2 separate regions of the Sus scrofa genome follow, and region 1 is linked to region 2. A link is a contact called in public Hi-C data. All regions are on one chromosome and are shown on one strand. Each heading gives the region's core, a stretch centred on a gene start, on an enhancer-like site or on the middle of the called end of the contact. The rest is flanking DNA. Distances are from core to core; before and after follow the strand shown. Region 1 has its middle 8.3 kb from the start of CLEC2L. Region 2 overlaps TBXAS1 (thromboxane A synthase 1).

Region 1 (7,438 bases), core at 1,619-4,118, 450 kb before region 2:
ATCTTCTCAACTCCACCTCCTGAGTAATGACAGTAAAAACAGAAATAAACAAATTGGACCTAATTAAACTGAAAAGTTTTTGCATAGCAAAATGAAAAGACAACCCACAGATGGGAGAAAGTATTTGCAAATGAGGCAACTGTCAGGGGATTAATCTTCAAAATATATAAGCATCTCCTGCATCTCAAAGCCAAAAAAAAAAAAAAACCACAAAAAATGGGCAGAAGATCTAAACAGGCAATTCTCCAAAGAAGACATAAAAGATGGCCAAAAACACGTGCAAAGACGTTCAACATCACTAATGGAGAACTGCAAATCGAGACTACTGTGAGGTACCACATTACACCAGCCAGAATAGCCATAATCAAAAGTCTACAAACAGTAAATTCTGGAGAGGGTGTAGAGAAAAGGGAACCCTCTTACACTGTTGATGGGAATGTAAATTGGTGCAACCACTGTGGAAAGCAGTATGGAGATTCCTCAAAAAACTAAAAATAGAATTACCATATGATCCAGCAATTCCACTTCTGGGCATCTATCCAGAGAAAACCATGACTTGAAAAGACACATATATGTGTAACAGGGTCACCATGCTGTACAGCAGAAACGAATCCAACTAGGAACCATGAGGTTGCAGGTTTGATTCCTAGACTCACTCAGTGGGTTAAGGATCTGGCGTTGCTGTGAGCTGTGGTGTAGATTGAAGACACAGCTCAGACCCCGCATTGCTGTGACTCTGGTGTAAGGCTGGTGGCCACAGCTCCGGTTAGACTCCTAGACTGGGAACCTCCATATGCTGGGGGTGTGGCCCTGGAAAAGGCAAAAAGATAAAAAGAAAAAAAAAGATACACATACTTCAATGTTCACTGCAGCACTATATACAACAGCCAAGACATGGAAGCAACCTAAATGTCCATTGACAGAGGAGTGAATCAAGAAGATGTGATACGTACACATAATGGACTATTATTCAGCCATGAAAAGGAATGAAATAATGGCATTTGCAGCAACATGCTTGGACCTAGAAAATGCATGCTAATAAGTGAAGTTAGACAGTGAGATACCAACATCATATGCTATCACTGATACGTGTTTTCTAGAAAAAGGATACAATGAATTTATTTGTAGAATGGAAACTGACTCACAGACTTTGAAAGACTTATGGTTACCAAAGGAGACAGATTGGGGGTGGGGAGGAATGGGATGGGGATTTGGGATGGTAACATTGTAAAATTAGGTTGTGATGATGGTTGTATACATATAAATATAAAATTCACTGGAAAAAAAAAAAAAAGACCACAGGGAGGGAAGGAGATCGCAGCCTTTGGGAGCGCAGCACCTGTGGAGAGAGGCTATTCTCTTAAAGAGGGTGGATGCTTTCCTTCCATGAAGTCAAGTTGGGAGCCGAACCCTAGCAAAGAAGAGGGTGACTGAAAAAAAGGAGACTGGCCTCTCTTTCCACCTGAGCTGCAGGATGCACCTGCCCCTTGGGTCTGTCCTGAAGCACTTGAGAGTGGTACGGATGAGATCGCTCATAGCCAGACTGTTCAGGAACCTAGGCGTCTGCCCTCTCTCTTCCCCAGTCCTCTGAGTCTCTAACTGGATGTGCCCTGGGGAGGGAGGAGGCAGGTGCTGCTGGGCTCTGACAGGTATGCCCTCCTCTGGCATCCTGGTCTCTGGGAACACTTACCCCTGTCCACAAGCACGGGGTATTCTAAGCCGGAATCCTTCCAGACAGGTCTTATGCCCAGTGTGGCTCTCAGAGCATACCTCAGCAGGGCCACAGGCCTCCCCTTTTGAAGAATAAGGGTGCTGTCCACAGGGGCCCTGACTCAATGTTTGGCTTAGACCCGAGTCCCCCTGCCAGATGGCCCCAGGCCAGCAAGTTGCAGGACAGGGAAAGGCCACTCCTTATCCGCCCCCCACAGGACCTGGAATTGGGTCCAGTCCCCCCCAGAGTGCTCTCCCGCACTCACCATAAAGGTCCACACATTAGCCCTTAGAAGTTAGAACATTAATATTAGAACATTAGAACATAGACGTTAGATCATCTAGGAGTTGCCGTCGTGGCTCAGTGGTTAACGAAACCGACTAGGAACCATGAGGTTGCAGGTTCGATCCCTGGCCTCGCTCAGTGGGTGAAGGATCCCAGCGTTGCTGTGAGCTGTGGGGTAGGTCGCAGAGGAGGCTCGGATCCCCGTGTTACTGTGGCTCTCTGGCTGAGGCCAGCAGCTGTAGCTCCGATTAGACCCCTAGCCTGGGAACCTCCATATGCCGCACCTAGAAAAGACAAAAGAAAAAAGACAAAAAAAAAAAAAAAAAAAAAAAAAAAAGTTAGATCATTTAACACTAACAGTTAGAACGTGGTAGTATATATCCTTGTCACTAGATGGCGACCCCGTGTAAAGGGAAAGCAAAAAGCTGCGGACAGCCTCTTTCCCGGAGGCGGGGTCCCTGGAAGGAATCCAGGCAGCGGGGAGCTGGATAAAGAAGGGCTTTGGTAGTTACTGAATAGCTCTGTGAAGGGGAGGGGGGGAGTGCTGGCTTTCCGGTCTGCTCGGGGGCTAGGGAGGTGTGGCTTTTTAGGGCGATTTCCCCCAGTAGCCCCAGGATCCTTCCCTAGCGTTCTCGCCGGGCGCAGGGGACCAGGGGCCAAGCTCCTTGGCTGTCCCCACTCCCCGCCGGAGCTCTGCGCAGACGCGGACTGTGTCACCCTCGCTATCGGGTTGGGACCTGTTTTACCTCCCCCAAACGTTGCTCTTAGGTGAAGACTATCTCAGGGCAAGGACGTGAGCCCTGGAAGAGGGGGCGAGAACACGCACCTGCTGAGCAGGGGGCCTCTGAGGCGCCCGCTCTGGGCTCAAGGCCACGGTCAAGGTGGCGCCCGCGCTGGGGGGAGCAGTGCCGGGGCGGCACGGTCAGACCGCGGCCCCGTTTCCTCGAAAAACCGGAGTGGCTCTTTAAGGCTCACGGCTTGTGCATTTAAAATAACAACAACAACAAGAAGAAAAGCTCTGAAATGTGTCTGGAAGCTTGCGGAATTGCTCCACAGTCACGCATATCACGGCACCCAAATCAAAAGGCTTTGAAAATGGGTGAACCTGTTATCGAAGAAGCCACTGGGAGCGCACTCTGTGTAGCCGGGTCAGACCTCATGCTTGATGTGAATTCACTTAGCTCTGTGAAAACACCGGGCTCAGGCATCCTAGGATATTCTTGCCCAGGCCTTCAAGGTCGAGGTGTCACCTCTGGGTTATCAACAGAAACAATGAGGGAGGGGGCGGGACTTCAGAGAATCTTGCACCCGTCATTTCCGAGGCCAAACCAGGGAACATAAGAAGGTTTACAAGGCTGTCTCTTTACTCCATTCAAGATGAAAACAGTTTTAGAACTCCAGGAAACCAGTGCTTATTCTTCCACTTTGAACACCCACTTAGTTGAATCAGAAAATGTAAGAAGAAAAAAAATTTCTACCCTGCTTTGTAGCTTCTAAGATATTCATTAATGTCTGGGCATATTTGAAAATAACTGGAGGCCACTTTCTAGTCTTCACCCGTTACCTTAATTCACAATATTCGCCATATGTGTGTTTCATTTCAGTTCTGGAAACAGCTGGAGCAGGGAGATGGGGAGCTGAGGCAGGGCGGTGATTTGCCCAGGCTCAGTGGCAAATTCACAGGCCAGCCAGGGCTGAAATGAGCCTGTGTGGGATTGCAAGAAGCGTTTGCCAAGACTGCTTGTGTGCCCTGCACTGTGTAAGATTTTGGGAACTCGGGGTTCAATATGATGCCTGGTCCCCTCCTTCTCTCAGGTTGAAAGTTACTCCATCAGAGAGATGCTGGGATCGGACCACCCCATCTGAAACAGCCTCGCGCCCCAGTCCTTCCCCTCTCTCCTTATGTGTCCTCACAGCAAACATCCCTACCTGATAGGTTTATTGTCTGCACCCCGCTGCCCGCCACACACACAAACTATAGCATCTGCGCCAGGACAAGATCTCTGTTAACACTTGGAGACCACAGGAAGATGCCTGCAGTTTTCCAACCTGCCTCCTCAACCGGGCTTGCCTGTGCAACCTCTCTCTGCAGCAGAACTTCCAGTTTTCTAGAAGTGTTCCCTGCCACTGCAGGCTGCTGCTCCAGAAACCAAATTATGGGTTTTTTGGGTGGGTTTTTTTTGGGCGGGGCTTCTGGCCCCCAGAGGATATTCCCCTTCCTTGTTGGCTCACTGTGCCGAATGGTGGCTGAATTCAGGCTTCTGAGCTGGATGAGGAAAAACATCTCATAATTACCACCCAAAGTCCAGAGCAGTTTCTATAGGTGGGGGCAGAGCCCACAGCAGCTGCTTGGTTTTCAAGAGAGAGATTTTCCAAGATCTTCTTGAGTCTCAAAATATTCACCCATGGCAGTGGTTCTAGAGGCATTAACGATGGTCAAATCTGGGTTGCTAGTGGCATGTAGTGGGGTGGACACCACAGATGCAGCAACATTCCACAGGCACAGGAAAGCCCCCCACCCCATAACACAGAATCATCCAGACCAAAATGTCAACAGTGCAGAAGCTGAGAAACCCTGGACTATGGCTCTTTAGGTTTATTTGGCTCTGAGTTGCTCCTTAAAAAAATCTCAATCCAAGAGAAGTTGTGGAATATTATATACACAATGGAATATAAAAAAGAATGAAATATTGCCATGTGTAGCAAATGTGGCAATCCTACTGAGAATGAAAGTATCACACTAAGTGAAGTCAAAGACAAATATATGCTATCACTTATATGTGGAATCTAAAAAATAATACAAAGGAATCTATTTACAAAACAAACAGACTCACAGACCTAGAAAACTTACGGTTACGAGAGGGGAATGGGGGGGGGAGATTAGGAGTACGGGATTAACAGATACACACCGTTATATATAAAACAGATAAGCAGCAGGGGTTTACTCTATAACACGGGGAACACTATCCAATATCTTGTAATAGCCTATAATGGAAAAGAATAAAAAAAAAAAACCGTATCACTTTGCTATACACCTGAAACTAACACAATATTGTAAATCAACTATACGTCAATTAAAAAAAAAAAAACACCCTCAATCCAGGGTGTTTCTGTGCTTATTCTCATACTACAAATTAATCATTTGTTAATTTGTCTACTTGTTATGAATTTCTTTCTTTCTTACTCTTTTCCAAACAACTGTGCCTGTATGCATCACTTCTGGAGCCTCACTGAATATTCAGCAATGTGGGGACACAGCACAACTGCAGTCAGGGGTGAACCCTGGCTAGCCAGTGAGGCCCACACACTCCATAACTGCTCTCTGCCTTTGTTTGAAAACCTACACACAGCTTGATGTGGTCGCACACAGTAAGAACGCTAAGGCTTAGTCAGACTCACAATTTACCCAGAATCTTATTGTGTTGTATTGTATTAATTTTCTTGGGAGTTCCCATGGTGTAGGTCGCAGATTCAGCTTGGAACGCATGTGGCTGTGGCTGTGGTGTAGGCCGGCGGCTGCAGCTCCGATTCGACCCCTAGCCTGGGAACCTGCATATGCTATGGGTGGGGTCCTAAAAAGCAAAAAAAAAAAAAAAAAAAAAAAAACAGTGTTTATTTTTGTCATTTTTGGGGAAAAGTATAAATCAGAAAATTAGACTTGGTTTTTATCCTAAGCCAATTTTCGTGTCATTTGCAGGTTCCTGTCACCTAATTAATTAAGGGCTAATTAATGCATGAGGTAGGGGTTTGGGGCAAGATTATCCTGAAGACACCTTTCTCATCTTAACTATCACTCTTTTTTGGACAGGACCAGTTTTTCTCTCCTCCCTCCCTTCCTTCCTTCTTTCTTTCTATGGTCGTACCTGCAGCATATGGAAGATCCTGGGCCAGGGATCGAATCTGACCTACACCACAGCTGTGGCAGCACCGGTTCCTTTAACCCACTGCACTGGGCTGGGGATCAAACTCATGCTTCCAGAGTGACCTGGACCGCTGCAGTCGGATTCTTAACCCACTGCAACCACTGCAGGAACTCCAGGACCAGCTTCTCTTGGTTTGGTTCCATCAGAAACGCGAAGCTCAGCTGCCCTCTCACTCTCAGGGCGCTCACTCAGGGCTCAGCTTCCATCCACCAGCAGAGCCCGGGTCAGGAGGCCCTGGGGGCTGGGACTGGGCTCATCACTGGCCTCTGTAGTCCCAGCACCTAGCCCTGCGCCCCGTGTGTAACTGGTGCTCGACAATGGAAAGAATTTGTTGAAGGAAGAGCTTTTGATCCCCGTGGGCTTGACTGTCATGTCTGGGGGAAGTGGGGTGTCTGTGAAGGTGACTGGCAGTTCCTGGGTCTCGAGTCCAGCGTCTCATTTTGTAAAGCCATAAGTGGATGGCTCGGCCACCTGACCAGCATCTGACGAAGTCTTTTTTTTTTTTTTTTTTTTTTTTGTCTTTTGTCTTTTTAGGGCCACACCTGTGGCATATGGAGGTCCCCAGGCTAGGGGTCTAATTGGAGCTATAGCTCCTGGCCACAGCCACAGCCACAACCACAGCCATAGCAACGCGGGATCTGAGCCACATATGTGACCTACACCGCAGCTCACGGCAACGCCGGATCCTTAACCTGCTGAGTGAGGCCAGGGATCAAACCCGCAACGTCATGGTTTCTAGTTGGATTCGTTTCCACTGCACCAAAACGGGAAATCCAGGCCAGGTCTTTATCTGGGTTATTAAGGGAAGAGAAGTTCTCTTTCTCCCGCTGACCTTGCATCTGGGAAGATGTGATCCTGGAGCACTTTCCTTTGTGTGGAGTCTGAGAATGGAGCCAATATGGAGAAGAACAGAGCTCAAATATGGAGACGCCTTGATGACCTAATTTAAGCGTCTGGTCCAGGTTTACCTGGAGCCCCTCCCTCTCCACCCTGAACTTTCAGTTACATGTGCAATGGATTTTTTTTTTTTTTTTTTTTTTTGCCTAAGCCAGACTGGGCAGAGTTTTTTGCAGCTCACCCTAGGAAGTCTTACTATAGAAACCGGCATCAAGAATGGGGGATTGGGGAGTTCCTGCTGCGGCTCAATGGGTTAAGAACCCAACTAGTATCTATGAGGATGTGAGTTTGATCCCTGACCTTTTTTAGTGGGTTAAAGATCCGGCGTTGCCATGAGCTGTGGTGTAGGTCGCAGATACGGCTGGGATCCTACGTTGCTGTGGCTGTGGAGTAGACCGCCACCTGCAGCTCTTATTCGAACCCTAGGCTGGGAACTTCCACATGCTACAGGTGTGGCCCTAAAAAGCACACACACACACACAAAGAATGGAGGATTGTAATGACCCTGGAATATGGAATTGATGGAGTCAAGGAAGGTGGAAACCCTTCCCTTCTTGGCAGCAAATTGGCCTTTCTCATTACACAGTAATGAAGCAACAAATTCAGGTGTGGTCACTCATTG
Region 2 (7,355 bases), core at 1,017-3,516:
GCTGCGGACTGGGTGGAAGGTCCCTGGGCTCAGCCCATCTGTCTGCATGAGCAGCTGCCTGACGAAGGGGGCGCTCTTCACCAAAGCTCTTCCTGGATGCGCTGGGGGTCTGCCCAGCAGCCGGGGATGGGGAGGGGAGGAGAGAGACTCAGGCTGGGGGGTGGGGAGGGGATGAGGAGGGCTTAGGCCGGAGCACTCAGCCTCCCATTCCATGAGACCCTCCCCATTCCATGAGAGATGGAGTGTGGGGGTCTCCCTGTGACCCACAGGAGTAGCCGTTACCTCCCCCAGCCCACCCCAGAGAGGTGAGCCCTCCACATCTCTCATGTGGTCAGTGGGAGAGGATCAGCCAGGCCCCTCCTGAGAAGCCCAGCGGGGACCCTGGCAGGGACCACCTGCAGGCCAGCTGGTGGGAGCCTGGCTGACTGGCTCCGGCAGCACCCCCTTCACCTAGGGGCCCCCCTTACACCTGGCAGACCCAAGGCTGAGGCCTGAGGCGTATGCCATCTGTGGTTATGTAGGTCCCCTCCTTCCCCCAATTTAATTAAAAAAAACTTTCTTTCCCCACAACCTCATTCTTATTTATCCAAACCCACTCCTCCATCTCCCAGGCAAAGGGAGGGACGCTCTTCTGTGTACCAGGCCCACAGCAGCCGAGAACCTCGCATTAGCCACGTGTCTCGGGCACATTTTTATAGCTTTGCCACCACAGAGGCCATTCTTGGCAGGAAGCACATTCGCTAAAAGCCACCAGCTGCAGAAAGGGGGATAAGGGCTAAAACTGCATCAGGTGGAAGAGGTGAGGAGGTTACCATGGAGGGTGGGGGGCGGCCCCAGACAAACCCCAGCTCTCCCAGTGCCTGGCCCTGTGGACGTGAGCAAACTACCTGAGTTCCAGAAACCTCTGTGCAAAGTGGGACCTTGTAAGGACCAGACACGCTGTCAGGGAGGCACAGCCCGCTTCTTGGCAGAGGGAAGACTTGAGCTGTCGGGGGCCTCCGAGGATCAGCTGCAACTCAGCTGTCGCCACTGCTGCATCTTCTAGGCTTTATCCACCCTCCTCTGATGACAGGCGTGGGAGCTTCGCACTGTCAGATTCCCCCAAGGTGGCCCCCACTGAATTCTTAATTCTTATTGGCACAATGGTATCCATCTCTCCCGGGATGACCCCAGGCTCGCAACTACCACTCACAGAGTCGCTCCTGTCCCACAGCCGAATTACAGAGCTTCCTAAGAAACCCCCCTGGATGGCACTTAATGGGGACTCCTCAGTGCAACCCTTGTAGGTGTGGTTTCTGCCCATTTTACAGATGAGCCAACTGAATGTCAGCACAGCTTCACAATTTGCCCACTGTCTTCCAGCTGGATCTGACGTGTTCCTATCTCTTCCTGTTGACAATTCTGCCTGCCGGTCGTGAATTTCAAAATGTCAAGAGTTATTTTTTAAAAAATGGTAAATTGCTCTTTAGACTTTATGTATATATATATATAACTTCAAAACTTACTTTTACCTAGGGTTGGGTTTATTTTAACGCTTAGCTGGTTTAATGGACTTTTTTAAGAGTGACAACTGAGAATTTCAGTGTGGGCTACAGTGAGGACCGGCCACCTTCGCTCTCTGGGCTGTGGCTTTTCATCTGAACCATGCGAAGGTGGAACTCCAGTAACACCCAGAGTCTCTGTACTTTTCTCCTAGTCATGGACGTGCCAAGAGCAGTGGGGGACCTTCCTGTCCGCTAAAGTGGCCGACGGATATACCCGACGCCACCTAAGCTTCTGGACAAGGTTCTTGGGAAAGGAGATTTCTTTTCTTTTCTTTTCTTCTTCTTTTTTTTTTAGCTCAGGCCTAGCCCTCCCCACTTACATCCTGAGCTGTGAAAATGGACTGAGCAGAGAATTTAAAATGAGCTGGGGGAAAAAAAAATCCTGCTACAATAAATCGCATCACAGTGGAGATCTCTATCTAGCCAGAAAATTCTCAGCCCAGACAATGGCTCATTTATTTCCAACAATATTCAATACAACAGAATTCCAGGCCAACAAAAGGATTTCTACAGGTTCTTGGACTGTGGCAAAAGGGGTTTAACCTACAGAGAAAAGAGAGCTGTTCCATTATGGGCTCCCAGGCGAGGGGGAGACCTTTGTAAATAAACTGGAAGGTGGCCTGCTGGAAACGTGGTTCCCTCCCTGGGGAGCATCTCAGCCCGCGACAGTGGGGAGGCAGAAGCACCGGCCACCTCGCCCCGGGAGACATCTGAGTCAAGGCGGCTTCGCCGGGTGGTGCTACCGAGGACACAGCCCCTCTCTCCCAGGCGCTCAGATGATACATTTTATAAACATCCAGGCAGGCAGCCTCCAAAGACTCCTGGGCTTTACAAAAGCATTTCAGATTCCATGGTCAGCGAGCCGGTGTTCTGAGCATGGGCGGTGAAGAGGAGGCAGGAAACGGGAGGGCCCGGAGGGGTCTGGAGGCTGCCTTCTAAATTTAACATGCAGTTGCTTTTAGGCCAAGTGGATGAAAAATAAATTCCAGTGCTTAAAGCTCTTATCTTTGTTTACCATTTCCCCAAACAGTAAGTGACCCAGGCTCTGGCTTTTAGACTGAATTATCAACCAAGATGCACACAGGATGCGGGACGGGGACGCTGGGGGCTGGGCCGGGGGATAAACAGAGGAAGCTGACCGCTCTCCACCGTCACGTGGCGTTTCCTGGGCCTGGCAGAGTGACCAGGATCTGATGTCACAGGCTGTCCCTGGGTGGGCCAGGGCGTGCTCGGGATGTGTCCGACCATCCCAGACACGGAAGGCGCCGAGGGGTTACCCTCCTCCTTTGCATGAGGGGATCCATAAATATCTGACGGTGACCTTTTCAGATGCTCCATAACAGCTTTTGAAAATCTCCAGTGGGCCCGGGCTTGCCCGCTTTGATGGGAAGCTCCAGCCAGGCTTCTGCATGTTGTCAAAATCCTCCGTGGGACTCACTGTCCAGCCTGATTCTACCCTCAGGAACGACAAGAGTAGCATATCCTTTTCTTTCGTCACGTGCCTGCCACTCAGGTGACAGGGCCCTCATTTCTCTCCTTGGTTGGCTCTGTTCTCCAGGATTCTTTCCAGGTGCCCCCAGAGAAGCGTGTCAGTCCTACCTCCCTGCCTCTAGTTCCGTCTCTCAACCCCTGGGAGGCTGGCTTTGGCCGCACCTCCCTCCCACGGGTGACTGACGCCCTGGCCTTTCCAGCCGCTCTGCCAGCTTCCCCTGGTCAGTCCTTACTGTTCCAAGGTCAGGGGCATGCCCTTCTCTCCTGCCTCCATCCCAGAGGCCTCCGGCACCTCTGGGGGCTGAACAGGACACCATCTCCCGCTGGGGCCCCAGCCCAGCCCCGCCAGCAGGAGGCAGCCCCGGCCAAGTCCTTTCCACCTTTCAGCCACCGAGGAATGAAACCTAGGAGTCGCTTTGCTCTCTTCATCCCCCGACCCCTTCACCCCTTCACCCCTTCGTCTCCCCAGCAAGTCTTCCTTTACACAGATGCCTCTAGATCCAGGCTGCACTCGAGAATTACCTCGGGAGCTTTTAAAACCATACTGATTCCTGTGCCCAGTCCAGACCCGTTCCAATGGGCTATTTCAAGGCGGGGACCAGCAGCAGCAGCAAGCAGCCGGTAGGGAGAATCGCTGCTTACGCTGCTCCCCGGATTCAAGCCCCTTTTCCTCTCTGGCCGCTGACATGGTCGTCACGGCTCATCACTTCTGCCAGGGCTACTGCAAAAGCCTCCTGTTTTCTGGCCCTGCTTCCCCCAGCTCTCCGACCACACACCCACAATCACAAAATACCGTTCTCACCACATTACCTATACTTGCCAAAAACCTTCAGTAGGTCCCTACTGCCAAATAACAAGTCTTTGAACAAGTCGATGGCTTCCCAAGAAAATAATAAGTCGTATGGTCTGGGACAGTATCTTCTCTCCTCTTTCCTTCTCTTCTCTACCCCCAGCACTCTGCTAAGCACGTATCAGGTACTCAACATCTATCTGAGGTGAGAGGGAACAACAAAAAAAGAATTTCTCTGCAGATGAATGCCACGCACCCTCCTCCAGTGCAGAGGAAGCGGGCGGGTGATTTAGCTCTCATTTACTCAGGGGCTGATTTCTTTAAACATCGCATATAATCAACGGTGACTGATCCACGCTGATGGAGAGAACTGGACCTTGTATATTACAGGCAGTGGCTAATTCAACAACTTGAAGCTAGTTGATGTTGGAAGCTGTTGTACGCTTTTGCAGGCTTGTGTCTGATAATTGAGACTTTTTTTGAAATTAGGTCATTAGATGTGTCTTATTTTCCTACCCCCTCTTCTCCCATATACACCATAGGAATAAATAAATCATGGAGTTCTCGTTGTGGCATGTTGGAAATGAATCCAACTAGGAACCATGAGGTTGCGGGTTCTATCCCTGGCCTCTCTCAGTGGGTTAAGGATCCAGCGTGGCTGTGAGCTGTGGTGTAGGTCGCAGACACGGCTCAGATCTGGCGTTGCTGTGGCTGTGGTTTAGGCCAGCAGCTGCAGCTCCAATTCGACCCCTAGCCTGGGAACCTCCGTATGCCATGGGTGGGGCCCTAAAAAGCAAAAGCAAAAAAAACAAGGAATAAATAACTCAGCTCCCAAAATAATCCATTATTTTTTTCTCTCAACCCTTTCCTGAAATAGAGATAGTGGTGACACTTCAGCACACTGGAAGGGGCACATTGCGGGGGGCGGGGACCCACAGTGGGAGTAAATAGAGGGGACGGGGGTGTCAACATGCTGCCTTTCAACAGGTTCACTGTTAAAATTTAGGCAGTGCGTACAACCAGTTTGTAAAACTATTCACAGTTTCTACGACCGTACACACCCCTTAGGACACAGCAACTCCACTCCTAGGTATACACCCAAGGGAAGTGAGACTCGCGTTCACTAAAAGCAAGAACATCCCAATTTATTCATAATGTCCCCACTTGGGGACAACGCAAATGTCCACCCACAGCGGGGAGGACGACTAGATGTGGAGCGTCACACAACCGTCGGAGCAGGCACACTACCCTCACACCACCGCACGGATGGGTCTCAGAGACACAAGAGGGAACATGGGGACGCAGATACAAAAGCCTACATACTGGAGGTTCCCTTTACATGACGTTTTTAAATCTTTTTTTTTTTTTTTTTTTTTTTTGGTCTTTTTAGGGCGGCACCTGCGGCATATGGAGGTTTCCAGGCTAGGGGTCTCATCGGAGCTGCAGCCACCGGCCTACACCACAGCCACAGCAACTCAAGATCCAAGCCTCATCTTCGACCCACACCACAGCTCACGGCAACACCAGATCCTTAACCCACTGAGCGAGGCCAGGGATCGAACCTGCATCCTCATGGGTCCTAGTCGGATTCATTTCCACTGTGCCACGATGGGAACTCCTACATAAAGTTTTTAAAAAGGCAAAATAGGAGTTCCCATTGTGGCTCAGAGGTTAACGAATCCGACTAGGAACCATGAGGTTGCAGGTTCGATCCCTGCCCTTGCTCAGTGGGTTAAGGATCCGGTGTTGCCGTGAGCTGTGGTATAGGTTGCACACGCGGCTGGGATCCCACATTGCTGTGGCTCTGGTGTAAGCCAGCATCTGTAGCTCCAATTAGACCCCTAGCCCGGCAACCTCCATATGCCGTGGGAGCGGCCCCAGAAAAGGTAAAAAGACCAAAAAAAAAAAAAAATTAAAAATTAAAAAAATTTTAAAAATAAAAAGGCAAAATAACCTCTTGTGTTAGAAGTCGGACAACAGTTACTCTTCGGGGGCTGGGAGCAGAAGGGGTCCCGGGGGCTCTGTGGAGGACTGCAACCATTTCTGGTCTTGAGCTGGATGCGAATTTCACAGGTGTGCTTACCTGTGAAAATTCACTGAGCGCTATGTTCTGCTTGTGTTCTGTTTTTATGCGAGCATACTATTCTTCCAGAAAAGGTACAAAGGACAGTAAAGGAGGAAGGAAAGGTGAGCAGGAGGGGGGCACGGCGGAAAAGCCTTAGAATGTACAGACTACATTTACTTCTGACTCTGCGGCATCCTAGCTGAGGGACCTTAGACAAGCCACAAACCTCTCTGAATCTGGTGTTTTGTTATTTTGTTTTTGTTTTTGGGCTGCACTCTCGGCATATGGAAGTTCCCAGGCTAGGGGTCCAATCCGAGCTGTAGCCGCCAGCCTACACCACAGCCACAGCAATGCCAGAACCTTAACCCACCAAGCGAGGCCAGGGATCGAACCAGCAACCTCATGGTTCCTAGTCAGATTCATTCCCACTGCACCACGATGGGAACGCCCTGTCGGTTGTTTTAATCTAAAAACTAGCCAACAAAAACAGCCCTCCCGTCTTCACAGTGCAGTTGTAAGAACCAGGTGAGCTAAGGCAGGTAAAACCTTTCAGAAGGCGGCAAAGTACTGCAGGAGGGGGAGCACCACTGCGACCAGAGATCCAGCTCCGCAGACAGGAACCCCTGCAGGGGGTCTGCAGTATCAATCAAGCCCAACCCAGGGCCCAGGGTGGGAAGGGCTGACCCTCACCAGAGTGAGAGTGTGAGAGTGTGTGAGTGAGTGAGAGAGAGAGAGAGTGTGTGCGTGTGCGTGTGTGGCTGGTTTCTGTGCTTTCATTACATCTCCTCACCTAATCCCTTAATGGCCTGGGCCCCAGAGTACAAGAGCACCTGGAATAATCCCTGTGTTTATGCGAGATGGATTCTGTCTCGTTCCTTTTAAAGTGGCTATAAATAGATGCCATCCACCCTGTCCTAATCACCCATCCTGAGGTCAGGATGCAGGTCTACGTCGAAATCTGCCCAAATCTTTAGACCAGCACGCGGAATCTTCGGGGCATTGGCTGGGCAAGCCGGCGATGCTGAGAGAAAGGACCCGCCCCCAACAAGCCTCACCCCCCCACACCCCCTTCTTCTGGCTCCAGGCCTGTAACAGCTCACTCAGCAGCGTCTCTGTGGAAGTCACGCTCAAGAGTCAGGGCTGGAAGGACCCCCGCACTCCAGCTTAAGACAGGGTCCTGGAGGAGTTCCCTGGTGAGCTAGGGGTTAGCACTCGTGGTTAGGACTCGGCTTTCACCGCTGCAGACTGGGTTCAATCCCTGGTCTGGGAACTGAGATCCCACCCCAAGCGCTGCATGCCGGGGGCCAAAACGGGGTCTGGGAGGAGCCCAGACTCTGGATCCCTGGGGACTCCGCATTCAGCTCGGAGACCGGCCGCCAGGGGGCGACAGGCTTTTTCTCCCAGGCTGGTGGAAAAGGGCAAAGCGAGAGCTGCCGTATTTTCTACGTGGGGTTGGGTTTCATCG

What was found. Hi-C and Micro-C count contacts between places; a contact is called where the count stands out from the background.
Region 1: a Hi-C map of liver shows a contact between it and region 2, with 6 times the contacts expected there. The contact joins two enhancer-like sites. A contact is called at or near these places in 1 of 5 promoter capture datasets (liver), 15 of 47 Hi-C or Micro-C datasets (alveolar macrophages, brain, embryonic fibroblasts and 9 more) and 1 of 2 datasets of contacts at active chromatin or transcription factors (skeletal muscle).

What each region holds. Positions count from the first base shown.
Region 1 is chr18:10,180,916-10,188,353 of Sscrofa11.1, reverse strand. No RefSeq gene overlaps it. Among named protein-coding and RNA genes, the nearest start is that of CLEC2L, 8.3 kb to the right of the region's middle. Within about 2 kb of position 2,868, at least 39 of the 83 cell types and tissues checked have an H3K27ac peak or open chromatin away from gene starts, as enhancers often do. A contact at or near this core is called in liver, retroperitoneal adipose tissue, skeletal muscle and 1 more, where this site is marked.
Region 2 is chr18:9,734,147-9,741,501 of Sscrofa11.1, reverse strand. The region is part of intron 9 of TBXAS1 (thromboxane A synthase 1); the gene reads left to right. All of the region lies in intron 2 of LOC106508202 (a long non-coding RNA gene), which reads right to left. Among named protein-coding and RNA genes, the nearest start is that of PARP12, 64 kb to the right of the region's middle. Within about 2 kb of position 2,266, at least 32 of the 83 cell types and tissues checked have an H3K27ac peak or open chromatin away from gene starts, as enhancers often do. A contact at or near this core is called in liver, retroperitoneal adipose tissue, skeletal muscle and 1 more, where this site is marked.